Regions from separate parts of the Pan troglodytes genome. Here region 2 is linked to region 1. The links are chromatin contacts, called in public Hi-C maps. All regions are on one chromosome and are shown on one strand. Each heading gives the region's core, a stretch centred on a gene start, on an enhancer-like site or on the middle of the called end of the contact. The rest is flanking DNA. Distances are from core to core; before and after follow the strand shown. Region 1 overlaps LOC134807861 (a long non-coding RNA gene). Region 2 overlaps ACOXL (acyl-CoA oxidase like).

Evidence for each region. Hi-C and Micro-C count contacts between places; a contact is called where the count stands out from the background.
Region 2: a Hi-C map of blood shows a contact between it and region 1, with 7 times the contacts expected there. The contact joins two enhancer-like sites. A contact is called at or near these places in 2 of 7 Hi-C or Micro-C datasets (blood and stem cell-derived neural progenitor cells) and 1 of 1 other capture datasets (stem cell-derived neural stem cells).

The regions. Positions count from the first base shown.
Region 1 is chr12:11,772,934-11,777,931 of NHGRI_mPanTro3-v2.0_pri, forward strand. All of the region lies in intron 1 of LOC134807861 (a long non-coding RNA gene), which reads left to right. Among named protein-coding and RNA genes, the nearest start is that of BCL2L11, 330 kb to the right of the region's middle. Within about 2 kb of position 2,713, at least 7 of the 24 cell types and tissues checked have an H3K27ac peak or open chromatin away from gene starts, as enhancers often do.
Region 2 is chr12:12,404,749-12,409,976 of NHGRI_mPanTro3-v2.0_pri, forward strand. All of the region lies in intron 9 of ACOXL (acyl-CoA oxidase like), which reads right to left. Among named protein-coding and RNA genes, the nearest start is that of ACOXL, 87 kb to the right of the region's middle. Within about 2 kb of position 1,688, at least 1 of the 24 cell types and tissues checked has an H3K27ac peak or open chromatin away from gene starts, as enhancers often do.

The DNA.
Region 1 (4,998 bases), core at 1,463-3,962:
GAACCTCAAAGGTTGCCCACACCTTGACCACATACTTTCTTCCTTTTCTTACACAATCAAGCTCTGCACCAAACATTAGGGGGACATTTGCATTTTCATGATATTCATGCGTATTTCTAGCAAAATACAAATTCTTACTGATAAGATGTTGACTTGTACAGTGTAGCAAGGAATACTGTCATACAGTTGTGCCGAAAACAAGCCCATTTACTTATTTTTTTAAAAATTAATTATATATAATTCTTATAACAAATTCCATTTATTTCCTCTTGATCTCTGTCATCAGAGACATTTGAAGGTCTGAGGTGGGTTCAATTAAAGGACATAATGCACTTGACAAGTTGTTGTATGTGTGCATTGTGAATAGGCCTTAACAGTGCATTCATTTGTTTTATTTTCTCCCATTTATACAGACTTTTGTTCTGCTCTTAGATAAAATACTAATAAACAGGAAGTTGAAAAAAAAAATGTGGTGCAATTGTTCTGAATGTTGTTTTTCTTGCAAGGCTTTATGGGCCACACCACACCATCCTATTCAAAGCAGTCCCTGTAGGTGGTGGTGTTAATAAAGAAATGAGGCTGCCCAGGGCCGCCTGCCTGAGCCTCTCTGCAGCTGCTCACCTCCTGCTGAGGCCTCTGCCTTCAGAGCTAGTGGGGCCTGCTCACACATTCCAGTAGTTTCCTCTTTATTTGTCCTGAAGCAAGTTGTAGAATTTAAAGGAGGTGAAGTAAGGCGATTTCTATGGAAAATATATTTTTCTTCTTTACTCCTCATGCTGAGTGCATAAGAATTTATTATTTCCCCTGAATGTTCAAAGTGGTGTGTGTGTGTGTGTAAAAGAACCAGGAGCAAACAATCTTAATAGGAATGTGCGATCTTGTGTTTATCTTTAGCACACTTAATTAGCTACAACCCGGGACTGTTGCCATTTGAACAAGTTGTTAAGAAAATCTGCCATGTTTTGCTCTTTTTTAAAAGGAATGACTTTAATAACCATAGCAACACTTACTCAGTTTTGTGATCCACTCCAAGATTATGGGAGCAAGAACAGATACTCCTGAAAGCAACCCTCACCTCCTCCCCCGCCCCCTGCCCTCAGCAAGTCCTGGCCTGTGTGAACTGAAGGGTTTTGAAGCTCTGGTTTCTAGGAGTGCCCAGAAGCTAGAAAGACTAGGGTGTACTAGTTATTGAGGGGTAGTTGTCAGTGGCAGTGTGGGGGCACCCCAGTTGTTATTCGAGGCACTGCGTTGCTTTTTTGTCTCCTCTGTAAGCATCCTGCCTCTGTGTCAGGGCTCGCAGAACTAGGCCTGGAGTTATGCCCCCTACCCAACCAAGGCTTTGCCTTTTGCCCCCCACTATGGTGCCACCTACTTGGGTTTCCCACAGTTGGTAGTGCCAGGCAGGAAGCAGGAGTGCAGGTTGCAGGAAGGGAGAGCAGAGGAAACAGAAGTTGCTTAGGAGGGAGTTGGGCAGGCTCTGTCCCCAGCAGATCCAAGGGTCCCTGACAAAGAGAACACCTCACCTCCGCCCCTCCCCAGAGGCACACAGAATGCCCCCTCCCACCACCTCCAGGCTGTTAATTCACACCCACCCAGGCTGCCCCCAGGCTCCCCAGACCTGTGCCAGTCAAGCCTGGCCTGTGGCTGTGACACCTGCATTACCCCAGACGGTTGCCTGACCTAGGCCTGTCCTTCTATCTGCTTTGTTTTTATGTTGATTACTAGGTGAAGCACAGTGTTAAAAACGGGAAGAAAAGGCTAGGAATGCAGTTATGGGAGTGTGAGGCTGGGTTGGAATAGGTGGGAGAAAGTCCAGGGCTGAGTGTGTGGACCCTGCTCCAGGGATCTGACCGGCTCAAGCTCCCAGGCCATTAAACAAAGTTGTTAATGTCAAAAAAAAAAGGGAGAGAGTAAACAAATCTCTCCTCTGTTATTCTGCACCTGGAGAAAAGTAAACCCCTTGGGCATAATAGGCTGTCACCAATTAGACATCCAGGAAAGGCTTTTCTGGGTTTAGCCCTTTTGGGGAAGCATGGGGGTAGATGTAAGTGTGTGAACCTTCACCCAAGTTCTGGAGAAGGATTCCGGAGTGAAAGAGGTTTCCATGCTGAGTCTTGCGTTTAAGGGACCTTCCATGGCATAGCTGCAAAGAAACCTGAATTGCCCAGGATTAACCACCTTTCCTTTAGACGGTGAGCAGTGCGTTTCATGAACACATGACACATTTTAGGGTTGTCTATGGAGGTATCGGCACTCTCATTACTATTTTTAACATTTTATTCTCTGTTCAGGGTTAAGAACTTCACCCACCTAAGTCAGCTCCTGATACAACATGGAATATTCCAGCAATGAAATGTGAACTTAAGATATTTGGATTAAAACCCCAAAGTTGAGTCAGGTTTAAATATTCTGCAAGAAGCAGTGAGCTCCTTTTGTCTATTTGGGCACAGTTTTCGTGAATTATTTAGGCTTTTCTTAGATGCCTGAGCTCCGTGGTTAGACAGCAGATAAGTTATTTTTCCCTTTAATGCTGAGGCATTTTCACTGATTTCAGTCTTACTCATTAGAAAATTCTGTGCTCACCCACAGCTGCCAGGGTTTCTAGAACACAACACCCTACCTTCTCCTGTAGACATTTTAGTCCGTCCTTGCTCCTGCACTGTGGCTTTCACAGTCAAATGTGAGTTGACCAGCCGTCATTTGTGAGCTGTGAGCGGTATTTTTGGAACTTGCCCACCCCCATTCCCCCAGAGTCCTGTGGAGGTCATGCTCATGGGTTCTGCCACCGGGACAGGAAAGTTTGGACATTACTACCAAAAAAATGCAACGTGACTAAGCACCGTTTAAAATAGCCTTTCTTATTCTCTTGTAAAATTGCAGGGATTTCCATGACAGATGTCGTTTTAGTCATTTTAAAACTTCAGCGCGCTGAGCCTCATCAGCATATTTTTATTTTTGACATTTCATATTTTAGAGTGGATTGAAAACTAATTTGATCCGTTTCAATTTGGAACATCCCTCAAGGTCATTTTTACCAGCATTTAGGCCAGTGTTGATCTTGCTTTCATTTTAAACATAGTTATTTTCTCTCTGTGAAGTGATTACTCCTTGCTTGGTGTGTGGTCTGGTGGCTTGTTAATTTCAAAATTCTACGATGCAAGCGGGTTTGGACGTGGAGCCTGGCCCGGTGTGGCCAGGCTGTGGCTTTGCCCATCGCAACGGCTGCCTTTGCCTCAAATGGCTCGAGGCTGGCACCTGGTCAATATTTGCTTTTGTCCAAAAGAAGGAAACAGTAGAGGACTTGGGTGGTGTAATTTTAGAACTTCAGTGTTGGGTTGTTGGCTTGAAAGATCCATTCTCTTCTATAAATACAGATATTTATATTTACTCCTCCAACCTTTCCCTCCACACAGTTAAGAAACCCTACAATTAATTATGCCAAATCAAGATTTGCTTTTCTACATGATTTTTTCCCTTTTCCCTAGGAAGTCTGTAATGAATTTTCTTCTTTATTGTAATATTTTATGTTTTTATATACACTTGTATATTCTTATAGCATATATATGTACATATGCAAACTTTCTGAGGCTTCTAAAAAAGAGAAATAATATTGGTTGATTAACCTCAATTTCTTTTCAATATCAAATGTGTAACAATAACCCCAAAAGGAGAGGTTTCAGAAATTAAAACAAGTTGACATTTGCCCACTTCTGAATTAAAATGCAGCATTTGACTTTTGTACTGTTGTGGCTGTCAAGCCTTAGTTTTTTCACACTATCAGGTATTTTCAGATCAAAGGTAAATATGATTTAGAATTATATTTCAAATTAGAACTGTCATATGCCCACACATACATTTTGCTGATATACTTACAAACTGGTAAACAATGCTCTTTAATCAACAATTCATAATCTGGGTCAGCAATTTTTATCTCCATATTTGCTCATACTGTATGACATCAATATTTTATATTGGCTTGCCCATAACTTAATATTTTATAAAAGCCTACCTATGAAATTCATATTTCATATTTGCTTGGCTATGAAATTAATTTTTGTGATGCTGCAGTTCAGCTTGTAGCATACAAATTGAGGAAATTAGCAAGCTGCATGCAGTTCCTTGCTGTACAAAAACAAATGACACATGGTGTCTTTATCACTTGTTTTGTATTTACAGATAAATTTTAAAAATAAAACTTGCCATTTCTGTTAACATGGAAAACTCCCCACCCCACTCCCATTCTTGTTGACTCTTTTTTATTTTTAAACAACAAATACATAATCAACTTCAGTCATCTCATTTTCAGGGGAATTACTCATTGTATTTTCTACTTACAGTCACCGGGGCTGATGTTGGGATCTGTGATCAGTTTCCTGTTGTTACGCATAGCTTTTCTCAGTGGTGAGAGAGACATCATGTACAGAGTACACACGGAGGGTTGAGATAGCAGCCTGGTTTATCTTACTTCTGATATGACTTTTAAAATATTGATTTTAAAAGTGTGTCTTTGAGTGTACCAAAATAGTATGTCCCTGATGCTTCTCACTGGATGCAATCCCTGCTCAAATGCTTTCTATGCAATTAGATTTTGGGGCTCAGCTTCCATTTTTTAAATCTGTGAAAGCATTGCTCATGCCAACGGCCCTGGAGAGGGCCACTCTGTTTTAGTGCCATTTACATGTATCAGGACAGGACAGAAAAGGGACAGCATATTACAAACAAAATAAAACTGTAATCTTGTTCAATCCTTGTCATGCTGAGGATGTTTGTAAACATAAAAAAAATTGTATGGATTCCACTTACATGAGATAACTGGAGGGGTTAGATTCATAGAGAAAGAAATTAGAGTAGTGGTTACTAGTGGCTGGAGGCAAGGGGGAATGAAGAGTTATTGTTTAATGGGAACAGAGTTTCTGTTTGGGAAGATGAAAAAGCTCTGGAGATGGATGGTGGTGATAGCTACACCACAGTGAGTGTACTTAATACCACTGAAGAGTA
Region 2 (5,228 bases), core at 438-2,937, 630 kb after region 1:
CTGGGGCATCTTGTATGCAGCCACATGTATACATGCACATACACACACGCACGCACACACACACACACACACTCACATGCACACACACACACACACACAATGATAGAAGAATGTCAAAGGGTAACAGAGCCAATTGAAAGAGCTTCCAAAAGCCAAAGCTGAAACAATTTGAGCAACAAAAGAAAGTAGTATTAGATTATAACCCAAAGTATAAATTAAATATCCATGAGTACATACTTACATAAAGAAGTAATTGGATAAATAAGTAAATGAGGGAGAAAAGACAAATTTCCCATGCAAAAGAATTCCAAATGATTTCTGCAGATACTCCACCCTTGAGGAGGTGGAACATAACTCCTCACATCTTCAGTGTGGGCTGATCGTATGAAAAGGGGGAAAAAGAGTAACTTTAGAGTACAGAAACTTGACAAGTTCGACTTTGGACACTTTAAGTCAGCAATTACTTGACCTGGGACAGGTGAAGAGATGGACAGGGCACCTGCTCAGCCCCAAAGGTCTCAGTGATGGTCCCTCTTAGCTTCAAAGGTGTCAAATTCTGAGCCACACACAGAGAAGGGTTCTCCCTCCACCCAGGTGGGAGGCAGCTCTGGGCCCCGCTGCATATAGGGGTCCAGCTCTTCTTTGGAGCTCAGACCAGCCTGTTTGGGGCTGCGTCTTCAAGACTTCGACCTTCTGATCTGCTGGCACCTTCATTAATGAATAGAAACTAGCAGAAATATGTTTAAAAAAAAAAAAGAGAGAGAGAGAAAGTATTTTGAATGGCTCCTCAAAAGAGAGCTTATCCTTGTTTATACCCCTTCACCATCCAGGAAAGAATGACATCAAACTGAGGAAGGGCAGGGCCTCCCCTGCCACACGACCATGGAACCAGGGGCTTTGAGAGCCCAGCTTTAGTGGATTGTGCTTGAGGTCAAAGTTTGGGTAGAACTTATGAGGTACGACAGCCGTTCTTGCCATAGAGTTTTCCATACAGATGCCTCATATTTGCTGGGACAGGAGATCCAAAGGTGAATCATACATGTTATTCACTGGAAGGTCCAAACCACACTCTGGGTATCCAACAACAGCAGGAGGAAGGACATATTCCCAATCACAGTCTCCCTCCCTACACCTTCTCCCACCCTCACCTCCCGAGCTTTTTTGATTAGAGTTTTCCCTGAAGCTGTCACTTCACTGCCACATCCTGTCCTTCTGCAACCCAATTGGTGAATTTCCAAATCTGGGCCAACCTAACCATCTAATTTCCTACCTCTGTCCCCCGGTACAAACCACATCTTCACCTTGCCTGGCACTGCCACAAATACAAATTAGAACAAGGTACGCCACTCAAGACCAGAGGTATAACAGTCTCCACAAGCCTTCTTCTTCTGTCCTCTCTCCTCCTCAGTCTATCGCTCTCAGTGACTGTGGAGATTGAGCCTCTTCTTCCTAAGTGTCCAACCCCACCCCCACTCCCTCTCCCTCTCCTCAGACCTTGACCCTATCTCTGCATTCCTCAGAGAACAGAAGTCATCTGCTGGGGCACCCTCAACTTTCTTGCACCTGCTTGAAATTTCCTCTGTATCTCCTCCTCTCTTCAGACTTTCTGTCCCTCCTGTCTGTGAGGAAAAAATACTTGCTTTGGTTTCAGTGTCATTCTCCACCTATGTTTAATGTCACACCCTATGTGCCACCTGTGACCTTCTCTTCAGTTAACTTCCTCTCCCTAGCAGCATCGGTCTCTCCCTCTCACTTCCTCTTTCCCATCTGGGCTCAGACGTGCTCCTGTTGTTCCTCCCACTAAAACACTAGTCCTCAACCCCACAGCACTCAAACTCCTGTCCCACATAACCTCCCTTGTTACAGCACCAGGCACAGGCTATGGTCCCACATGGACCTGGGTTCAGATCTCAGATCTGCCTCTTACTGACTAGGGAATGTTGGGAAATAACCACGACCACACGGAAGTCTATGGAGGAGCCCCTGAGTGTCAGGCACGGCGCAAGGGACTTTACTTACAATGATATCAAGCTCACAGAATCCCATCAGCATCCTCAGGAGACAGGGATGTTGTATTTAGTTCAGAGAACAAGAAGCTGGGCCCTGGAGAGGTTAAGTAATTTGTACAAGTTCACATAGCCAAGTGGGGCAGAGGTGGAGCCAGGGAGAGCTGGCCTATATCAAACCAAAGCCCACATTCTATCCTCCACTGTCTCCTAGATGCCTAATGCTCTTATCCTCAGCCCCTTCTCTAGAGAATATCAGTGTTATTGGCTACCTTGTGAAGCTCCTATAAGAATTAAAGAAAATGATGTGCACAGAGCACTTAGCATAATGTCCAGCACTCAACAAATGAGGATTGTTCAAAAAAGGGGGATGATTTCTATAGGATTACCAACCACGCATTCCAACTTGAAATTCCCTCCTCTTCGCTTCCATGAAGCTATGATCTCCTAGTTGTCCTCCTGCCTCTCCAACCCACCTCTTGCATTCCCCATAATCCTCTTGGGCTCAGCCTTTAAATGTAGGCTTTGTCCAGAGTCCCTCATAGCTCCCTGTTCCTGCACAATGTCACCTTCTCCCCCAACTTCGGTCAGTGCCTCCCAGAGCCTCCACCCTGCCTGACACCTCAGCAAACCCGCGCTTCCTTCCCTAAACCTGTTCCTCCTCTGCGTTCTCCATGTTTAACGAACCATGAGTAAATCTCATTGCTTCTTCCTTAGAAGCCTCCAGTAGCCCCCTATTGCCAACAGAATAAACTGCAGAATCTTTAGCAAGGCAACCAAATCCCTTCATTATCTGGTCCAAACCATCTTCCCAGCTGCTTTCAACTGCACCAATCTATTGGACATTTGCTATTATGCCTCTCCTCCCCAAAGTCTCTTTCCCAGCTAAACACCCACACATGCTCCAGCAATTCTTAGCATGGCATCATGTCAAAACCCTTGACTGTCCTGGAGATCATCTCCAGACTGGCTTCATTTGCCTGGGTGTCTCTTTTAAAATGAAGCCCAGAAACAGACAGTACCTTAGGTGCTGAATAGAACTATGCTCTCCAGTGTTCTGAAAATTACTTCTCAGAATGCAGCCTGTCCTCTTTGTGCCTGCCCAACAGGCCAATTCTAGCTTCAGCATCGCAGCCAGGTCAGCTTTGGCTGACCACGAGCTTCCATGTGCTCCCAGGGTGCTGACATCAGCACCTGAAATCATTTCAGGTTTACGCTCTGCTTTTCCAATAGGACTGAAAACCCCTCAAGGGAAGGAATTTCTATGTTCCACCCTCCAACGCTTAGATGTCTTTAGTCCAGCTGGAGTGAATAAACCAGAGGATTTGTAAGGTCATACGTAAAAATGGGGTCATGTCACACTTAACCTAAATCTCCCCCATCCCCCGCCTTTTTAAAATTCCACTTTAAAATGGAGCATAGGCATAGAGTATATATATACATACATATATATACACATGTATACACATACATATATACCTACATATACATATATATACACACATACACACACACATATATATATACACACATACACACACACACACATATATATATATGTTTTTTTTTTTGAGACAGAGTCTCACTCTGTCACCCAGGCTGGAGTGCAGTGGTGTGATCTCGGCTCACTGCAACCTCTGCCTCCCGGGTTCAAGTGATTCTCCTGCCTCAGCCTCCCGAATAGCTGGGACTATAGACGCATGCCATACCACACCAGGCTAATTTTTGTATTTTTAGTAGAGATGGGGTTTCATGTTGACCAGGCTGGTCTCAAACTCCTCACCTCAGGTGATCCCCCCGACTTGACCTCCCAAAGTGCTGGGATTACAGGCATGACCCACTGCACCCGGCCAAGTATATTTTTTGTAGTCAGCACCTCTAGTGATTTGATGCTCGGAATTATCTTGCAACATTGACAAACATATCCTCTAAATTAAGGAGGCATTTTATGGCAGTAAAAGGTATAATTTGGCTGATGAGATCAGTCCTTAAAAAAAAAAAAAAAAGTCAGGAGCATGGATTGAAACAAAACTTGGACGAGACGGCAAATAGAAGAAAGGGAACGCGCCACAGTGAGCCAGCCCTTAGCGCCTTACACCATCAGCTATTTATTCAAGCATGAAAACTGGGACATCATTCTCACAACACTAATTAGACAAAGAAATGAGATATGCAAATATTTTTTAAAACTTGATTCTGCAACACTCTTGCCAGATAAAAGTTAATTTAAAAAAACACAACTCATCAGGCTGACTCTGGAGCTAATGCCCATCACCCTAACTACCTGACCTAGGATATCCCTGGAGAAAAATCAAGCACAAGATGCAGGCTGCCCCATGACCCTAGAGACAGCTCAAATCCTTGGAATCTCTCATGGGCTAGGTTGGCCCAAAGATCAGAGGAAGCACAGTTACCCAAGCAAGAAGCACAGAAGTTTCAAGAAACTGAAGATGCTGCACTTTGAGGCTCCAACATGTCCAGCACCCCTTCTCCAGTGCAGCCTCCAAATGAAGGGTCTTTCGCAAGAAGGGTTCTGTGGGACCCTCAAGTCATTCCGTAATCCTCAAGTCATTCCTCAAGTCATCCAAGTGGGACACAGATGTGTACAACCCTGTACTGCCCCACATGAGGTGATTGCCTCGCCAGGCTGCCTCCCCTCACAGAGCCTCTGTTTTCTCGGCTGTGAAACTGGAATCCTGGTGGAGTTGCTGTGAGCACTGAATGAGAACACGCACATGGAATCTCAAGAGCCTAGCCCACGGGAGACCATCAGCACGTGGCAGCTCCTTCTCTCCTCCTGGACCGCATTAGAACAAAGATGCTTGTGATGGGCTGGGTGCAGGGCTGAATTCAGTTCGCAGACAGCTACTGAGGGCCCCCTGTGTGCCTCGCACTGTGTGAAGTTCCTGCCCTTTCATAGCTAAGGGAGAAGTAGGCAGACTGTTAACACCTGGGGCTGGAATAAGCCAGGCACTAAGAGCAGCCCCAAAGGCAGGAAGCTTTCCCAGGGAAGCCACATCCATGCCCAGGCAACAGGTGAGCAAGAGAGGAAGACAGGGACAGTCACGGGCAGAGAGGCCAATCTGTGCTGAGCTCAGAGGTGACCAGGGTGGCCTGTTTGAGGAGTTGCAACCAGGTCTGTATTGCTGGAGTATAAGATTCATTTCTCTCACCCGGAGAGAATTCCCCTTAACCCAGTTCCTCTATACTTTAGGCCACGGC